2 separate regions of the Pan troglodytes genome follow, and region 1 is linked to region 2. Evidence: chromatin contacts called from public HiChIP or PLAC-seq data. All regions are on one chromosome and are shown on one strand. The core of a region is the stretch at or near the end of the contact, and the rest is flanking DNA. Distances in the headings are between cores, read along the strand shown.

Evidence for each region. HiChIP or PLAC-seq counts read pairs in DNA pulled down with a chosen protein or histone mark.
Region 1: an H3K4me3 HiChIP or PLAC-seq map of stem cell-derived excitatory neurons shows a contact between it and region 2, with 3 times the contacts expected there. The contact joins the promoter of MAU2 here to the promoter of BORCS8 in region 2. A contact is called at or near these places in 1 of 7 Hi-C or Micro-C datasets (stem cell-derived neural progenitor cells) and 1 of 1 datasets of contacts at active chromatin or transcription factors (stem cell-derived excitatory neurons).

What each region holds. Positions count from the first base shown.
Region 1 is chr20:21,974,747-21,978,226 of NHGRI_mPanTro3-v2.0_pri, forward strand. MAU2 (MAU2 sister chromatid cohesion factor) reads left to right here and starts at 1,577. Exons shown (of 19, transcript XM_512526.9): 1 at 1,577-1,921. The coding sequence starts at 1,646. SUGP1 (SURP and G-patch domain containing 1) reads right to left here and starts at 1,297. Exons shown (of 14, transcript NM_001246595.1): 1 at 1,251-1,297. The coding sequence starts at 1,284.
Region 2 is chr20:21,845,570-21,849,097 of NHGRI_mPanTro3-v2.0_pri, forward strand. BORCS8 (BLOC-1 related complex subunit 8) reads right to left here and starts at 1,387. Exons shown (of 5, transcript NM_001197183.1): 1 at 1,335-1,387. The coding sequence starts at 1,371. RFXANK (regulatory factor X associated ankyrin containing protein) reads left to right here and starts at 1,683. Exons shown (of 9, transcript XM_009435077.5): 1 at 1,683-1,808; 2 at 2,215-2,355; 3 at 3,188-3,382. The coding sequence starts at 3,196.

The sequences.
Region 1 (3,480 bases), core at 327-2,826, 130 kb after region 2:
TGGGTGACAGAGCGAAACTCCGCTTCAACAAAAAGAAAAAAAGAATTCTAAAAGGCCATTTTCAAGGCCCCGCCAGATGGTTCCCCTCCCTTCTGCTTCATCCTTGACATTCTTCAAAAGGACAAGCCCATCCTACCAGGGCCTCTGCATTTACTGGCCCCCCTCTGTGTGGAAGGCTCCACCCTCCAGGGATTCCCATAGCTGGCATTCATTGTCTTAACTCAAATGTCTTCTGCTTGAAAAGGCCTTTCCCTGGGCCAGGTGTGGTGGCTCACACCTTTACGTAACCCCAGCACTTTAAGAGGCTGAGATGGGAGGATCGCTTGAGCCTAGGAATTCCAGACCTGCATGGGAAACGTGGCAACACAAAAAATACACAAATTCGCTGTGTGGTGGCGCGCATCTGTGGTCTCAGCTACTAGGGAGGCTGAGGTGGGAGGATCACCTGAACCCAGGGAGCCACAGTGAGCCACTGCACTACAGCCTGGGCGACAAAGTGAGACCCTGTCTCAAAAAAAAAAGAAAAGAAATAAAAGGTCTTTCCTGACTACCCAATATCAGAAGCCTCCACTCTGATCATATCATACGTAACCTCACATCATACGTAAGTTTTTGTAAATATTTTCTCATTAATGCACTGACACCCCAGTAGAAAGCAACCTCCAGGAAGGCAGGGCCCTGTTTCGGTCACCGCTGCATGCGTAGCGCCCAGCACACTGCTTGGCACACAGTGAGCACGCCCTAAGTATTTGCTGATGGGTAAATGCATTCTATACTGGGGAAGTAGAAAGGCCAAGGCTTGCAGCAAAGTGAGGGTCAAAAGACGCGGGAAAGTGTGTCAAGGGAGCCTCAAAGCACTTCGGAAAAGCAGCTTTTCCAGAAAGCGGGACGCAGGCCAGAGGCCAGCTGCTACGAAAAGAGGGGTGCAGGGACAGCCCAAGGTTGTCGCCGTATTGGGGAACGGAGGTTGGAGAAGCCCTGAAGGCGGTTGTTTCGGAAACGGGACGCAGGGCCGAGCCGGGTGGCGGCCTCTACGGAGATCCGTGCGTCCTCAACAAACCAAGCGGGGGCGGCCAGCAACCTGGGTCTGGGGTCTCGAGAAACCAAGAGGTGCAGAAGCCGACGCTGTGGGCTGCCCCGGGCTGAAGCGAGGGATCCACGGGTCGCAGCAGGACGGACCCGAGGAGTAAGGGGAGACACCTAGCCCCAGGGACCCAGGCGGCCGCCTGAGAGGAGGCGGGGGCTGTTACCTGCAACATCCCGGTTGTCCATCTTGAGACTCATCCAATCCCACAATGCTCCGGCGCCACTTAAGGGGCCCTGTTATAGTGTGCATCGCCTGATGGGAGATGTAGTCCGCCTCGGTCAGACTCGCCCTACTACTGCGTGAACGACTGGGTTTTTTTTTTTCACCTCCAGAAACGGAAGCCTCAGCCTATCGGCGATGCCTAAGTCCCAGTCACGATAACCAAACGGCGTCGCCCTTTTACACCTTCCCGGAGCGGCGGTCATCTCAAATACAAACTACATGTTCCAGGATGCTTTGGGCGGCAGATCTCGCGGAAGCCGCGAGGAGAGCCCGGCCCCGTCTCGCGCGCCTGCTTCCGCCTCCCTGTGGCGGCGGCTTGTTGTTGTGGAGGCCAAAATGGCGGCTCAGGCGGCGGCAGCGGCCCAGGCGGCGGCGGCTCAGGCTGCGCAGGCCGAGGCGGCCGACTCGTGGTACCTGGCGCTTCTGGGCTTCGCTGAGCACTTCCGCACTTCCAGCCCGCCCAAAATCCGCCTGTGCGTGCACTGCCTGCAGGCCGTGTTCCCCTTCAAGCCGCCGCAGCGCATCGAGGCCCGTACACACCTGCAGCTGGGCTCCGTTCTCTATCACCACACCAAGAACAGCGAGCAGGCGCGCAGCCACCTGGAGAAGGCGGTGAGCGCGGGCCGGGCCGCGAGGGAGGAGTCGCGGGCTCCTTGCAAGATCTGGGCTGACGGGTCGCGACCGCGGCGGGTGGGGGCCGCTCCTCGGCGACCTGGGGGCGCGACCTCCGTCAAAGCCGCAGGACCCCCACCCGCCTCTGCCGGACCCCAAAGCCACCAGCCTCTCAGGGGACACGAAAGCCTCGCCCCCCACGCCTTATTTCCCGTTTCTGGTGACAGGGCTCCAGGAGCCTCGTCACCGTGCTCTGAAAGTTGCCTGTTATTGGGAGCAACAGGATCCGCAAATCGTCTGGTTTTCAGGAGGATCCCACCTGTTGGTGGCGATGGGGACATCACAGGGTCCTGAAGCTACTAGCTCCTCCTGTTTCAGCTTCCGGAGCATCAGCCCCAAACGCTTCCACCTAAAGTGACTTGGGGTAGGGGTTGGCGGAGGCGAGACCCCTGGCATTCTCCCGGGAATCTGAAGTCTGGTCTCAGGAACCTGGAAGGGCATGCTTCTCCTTGGACACGGAAGTTTGGTAATCGTGGTTTTTGGAGGGTCTTGTGCCCCCATCAATAATGCCTGGTGTCGTACGAGGGAAGCTGAGACCCAGAGTCTGGAGTTGGTCATTTGAGGCCTATGAGGAGGAGAAACAGGGGTTCTGGATTCCAGGCCCCGCTGTTCAGTTTCAGTATTAGGGGAACTAAAAGCAGCTCCTGCTTTTTCTCCATCCACTGGTGACTTCTACCATCCATCAGTCCATCCTCTTCCGTCCGAGTGAGTCCCTCCCCTGACCCAACTTGATTTGTGTCATCTTGGTGCCTCAAAGAATGCGGGAGAGTGGCTGTCATTCTGCCCTTTAGTAAACTTAATTTTTTTTTTTTTTTTTTTTTTTTTGAGACGGAGTCTTGCTCTGTCACCCAGGCTGGAGTGCAGTGGTGCCATCTTGGCTCACTGCAAGTTCCGCCTCCCGGGTTCAGGCCATTCTCCTGCCTCAGCCTCCTGAGTAGCTGAGACTACAGGCGCCCGCCACCACGCCTGCCTAATTTTTTGTATTTTTTAGTAGAGATGGGGTTTCACCGTGTTAGCCAGGGTGGTCTCCATCTCCTGACGTCATGATCTGCCCACCTCGGCCTCCCACAGTGCTGGGATTACAGGCTTGAGCCACCGCGCCCGGCCCCTTTAATAAACTTTCTAGGGCCAGGCTCAGTGGCTTATGCCTGTAATCCCAGTATTTTGGGAGGCGGAGGCAGACAGATTACTAGACCCCAGGAGTTTGAGACCAGCCTGGGCAACACAGTGAGATCCCGTCTCTACAAAAAATACAAAAACTAGCTGGGCGTACTGACGCGGGCCTGTAGTCCCATCTACTCCAGAGGCTGAGGTGGGAGGATCAGCTAAGCCCAGGGAGGTCGTGGCTGCAGTGAGCAGTGATCACGCCACTTCACTCCAGCCTTGGTGACAGTGAAACCCTGTCTCAGAAAAAAAAGATAATATTAAGGAAAAAATAATAAAATTTCAGGCTGTGGAGTCGTTTTTTTCTCACAGCAGCGCTGTGATCCTGTCAGACC
Region 2 (3,528 bases), core at 137-2,636:
ACGCCATTGCACTCCAGCCTTGGCAACAAGAGCAAAACTCCGTCTCAAATAAAAAAAAAGAAGAAGAAAGTGAGCATAACAGACAAGGCACGGTGGCTCATGCCTCATACTCATGCCCTCCGTTATCCATGGTTCCCGAATCTGTGGATTCAACCAACCATGGATGGAAAATAGGAAAAAAAAAATTCCACAAAGTTTCAAAAAGCAAAACTTCAATCTGCCCTACACGAAGCACTTCTTTGAATCCATGTGAATGAAGTGATGTGTAGGCCTGTATTATGTATTCTAGATGTGAGTAATCTAGGGTGATTTAAAGTATAGGGGATTAGCTGGGTGCAGTGGTTCACACCTGTAATCCCAGCACTTTGGGAGGCCAAGGTGGGTGGATCACTCGAGGTCAGGAGTTCGAGATCAGCCTGAGCAACAAGGTGAAACCCCGTCTCTACTAAAAATACAAAAAAATTAGCTGGGCATGGGGGTGTGTGCCTGTAATCCTAGCTACTCAGGGGGCTGAGGTTGCAGTGAGCTGAGATCCCCCCACGGCACTCCAGCCTGGGTGACAGAGCGAGACTCCGTCAAAAAAAAAAAAATTAAAGAATTAGCCTGATGTGGTGGTGTGCACTTGTAGTCCCAGCTACTGGAGAAGCTGAGGCAAGAGGATCGCCCGAGCCAGAGAGATCGAGGCTACAGTGAGCCATAATCGCGCCACTGCACCCCAGCCTGGGCGACAGAGTGATACCTTGTCTCAAAAAAAAAAAAAAAGGAAACAAGACGCACAGCGATTACTACGCCCCGGGGATTCTTCCAATGCATTACAAATATCAGGTTGTTGAGTTTTTTTTTTTTTAAGACAGGGTCTCACTTGTCACCCAGGCTGGGGTGCAGTGGCACGATCGTAGCCCACTGCAGTGCAGCCTTGACCTCCCGGGCTCAAGCAATCCTCCCACCTCAGCCGCCCAAGTAGCTGGGACCACAGGCGTGCGCCACCACGCCCGGCTAATTTTTGTATTTTTTTAGAGACGAGAGCTCACTATGTCACCTAGGCTGGTCTCGGGCTCAAGCGATCCTCCCGCCTAGGCCTCCCAAAGTGCTGGGATTACAAAGCCACCACTCCCAGCCTCAGCTACTGAATTCTTGAAACAATCCTGGGGGGACCGGTAATTAAAGCAGACACGGAGCCTTTCTACAGGATTCAAAACTAGTCAGCGGCAGAGCTGGGGTTGGACGGCAGTTCAATCACTGCTCCTCGCACGGTCCCTCCGCGCCCGGCCTTTGTCAGGCCGCCCCTCCACAAGTTCCCGGCCCCTTCTGTCCCGCCCGCAGGCCCGCACCACCTTTCTTCCCCTTGAGCTGCATCTCCGGCTCCTCCATAGCGACCGCGGCCCAGCGAACCGGGAAACGGCACCGGAAGCCCGGAGGCTGGGACGCCCGCCTAAGCCTTCCCTGCTGAAACCGGACGCCGCACGGCTCCAGTTCCGGTGTCAGAGGGCCCGCCCTCCCCGCTCCTCAGTCTTTGCGGACAAGAAAGGGGCTGTGTGAGACGGAGGGAAGGAGGCACACCCGGGGGTGGCGCAGTGAGGAGGGGGCGCGACGGCCCGGAGGCTGGTGGAGCGACACCCAGGCAGGAGAGGGGGAAGAACTCTCTCCCTTTCTGAACCCCCTTTTCCTTGAGAGACGAGTTGGGGGAGTCCTCCACGCATTACCCACTCGGGCCGCATAAACTCCCTTCTTTAGCCCTCTGCCCCCGCCCTTGCTTATAAGCCTTTGAGACCGCAGAAGGGACCTTGTTGTGGAACGGGACGGCCAAGGTACGCTGCCCCTTTAAGTTCCAGACGCCCCGCGTACTTCCCCTACTTCTTCTTCTTGAGATAGCCCCGCCCATCTTACCCGAAGCCGGAGCCAATTGGCTCCCTCTGGAAAAATCTGTGGGCAGGGTAAAGGTGAGCGGGCGCAGGCGTAGTGAAATTCTCAGAGCCCTTTAGGCCCCGCCCATTCCCTCCGAGTCGGTGAGGAGGGGAAAAGAAGGCGCAGGCGCAACTGCCCTCCCAGGGCCCCAGCGGAACCCACGCCCTCCCCTAAGTCTTAAAGGGCCAGAGGCAGCACTTACTGCCCGGGCCCTTCCTCACTTTTGGGGGGCGGGGGTGCGCACGCGCAGTGGGGGAGCTCTGGGGTGGGGGTAGCGGTCGAGTATCAAGTTGCTTTCTGTCCCGGCAGAGGAAGCCAGATCGCTGAGGGTCCAGTCTCCAGCTTGCCTCCTGCTATATCCATAGGAAGAGAAAAGTTTGTGACTTGGGCCCCCAAGTTTTGAGAGAACTGGGCTTTCGGCGCGGGGGGACAGAGGAGGCTCGTGGGGAGGTGAGTGGACCTCCTGGATCGATTTAGGAGGCTTGGGTGGGACTGGGACCAATCGCACCTTTGTTGAGCCGTCACTCATTATGGGGAGCCCCTCCCAACAACCATAGCGAATATTTATTGAGCTCCACCCTTAGCAGACCCCCCAATAAGCTATGTACAGACATAATTCGTTGTAGGTCTCATTTCCACATTTTGTCGTGGAGGAAACTGAGGCTCAAAGGTTAAGTCACGTGCCCAAGTTCTCACGGCCTATAAATTGAGGGATTCGAACCCAGACAGCTGACCCCAGAGCCCCGGCTTTTTTTTCCTTTCTTTTTTTTTTTTTTTTTTGAGACGGAGTCTTTCTCTGTCGCCCAAGCTACAGTGCAGTGGTGCGATCTCTGCTCACTGCAACCTCCACCTCCCGGGTTCAAGCAATTCTGCCTCAGCCTCCTGAGTAGCTGGGATCACAGGCGCCCGCCACCGCGCTTGGCTAATTTTTGTATTTTTAGTACAGATGGGGTTTCACCATGGTGGCCAGGCTGGTCTCGAACTCTTGACCTCATGATCCACCCTCCTCGGCCTCCCAAAGTGCTGGGATTACAGCCGTGAGCCACTGTGCCCGGCCAGAGCCCAGGCTCTTAAACATTGCACATTGTAGGTGCTTTGGTGGTGGGGAATGGTAGACCTCGAAAGCAGTTGGACTCTGGTTTTCATTTCCCTGGCTCTGGTAATTAACCTGGACCTCAGTTTACCCACCCTCACAGTGCAAGGCTAGGTATGCAGTCGGTGCCTACTTTATTATAACTGTTGATAATTATTGTCATCTCTCCCCTTCTGACACCTCCGCCAGCTTTCCCCATGGAGCTTACCCAGCCTGCAGAAGACCTCATCCTGACCCAGCAGACCCCTGCCTCAGAACTTGGGGACCCTGAAGACCCTGGAGAGGAGGCTGCAGATGGCTCAGACACTGTGGTCCTCAGTCTCTTTCCCTGCACCCCTGAGCCTGTGAATCCTGAACCGGATGCCAGTGTTTCCTCTCCACAGGGTAGGATACCTCCTCTGGGATTGGCCCTCTGGGATTCCATGATGATGGAATGTCAGGCCCCAGATGGAACCTTTGTCTTGCTTTCGTTTTTGTTTTGTTTTGTTTTGTTGTTTTTTGAGATGGAGTTTTGCTCTTGTTGCCCAGGC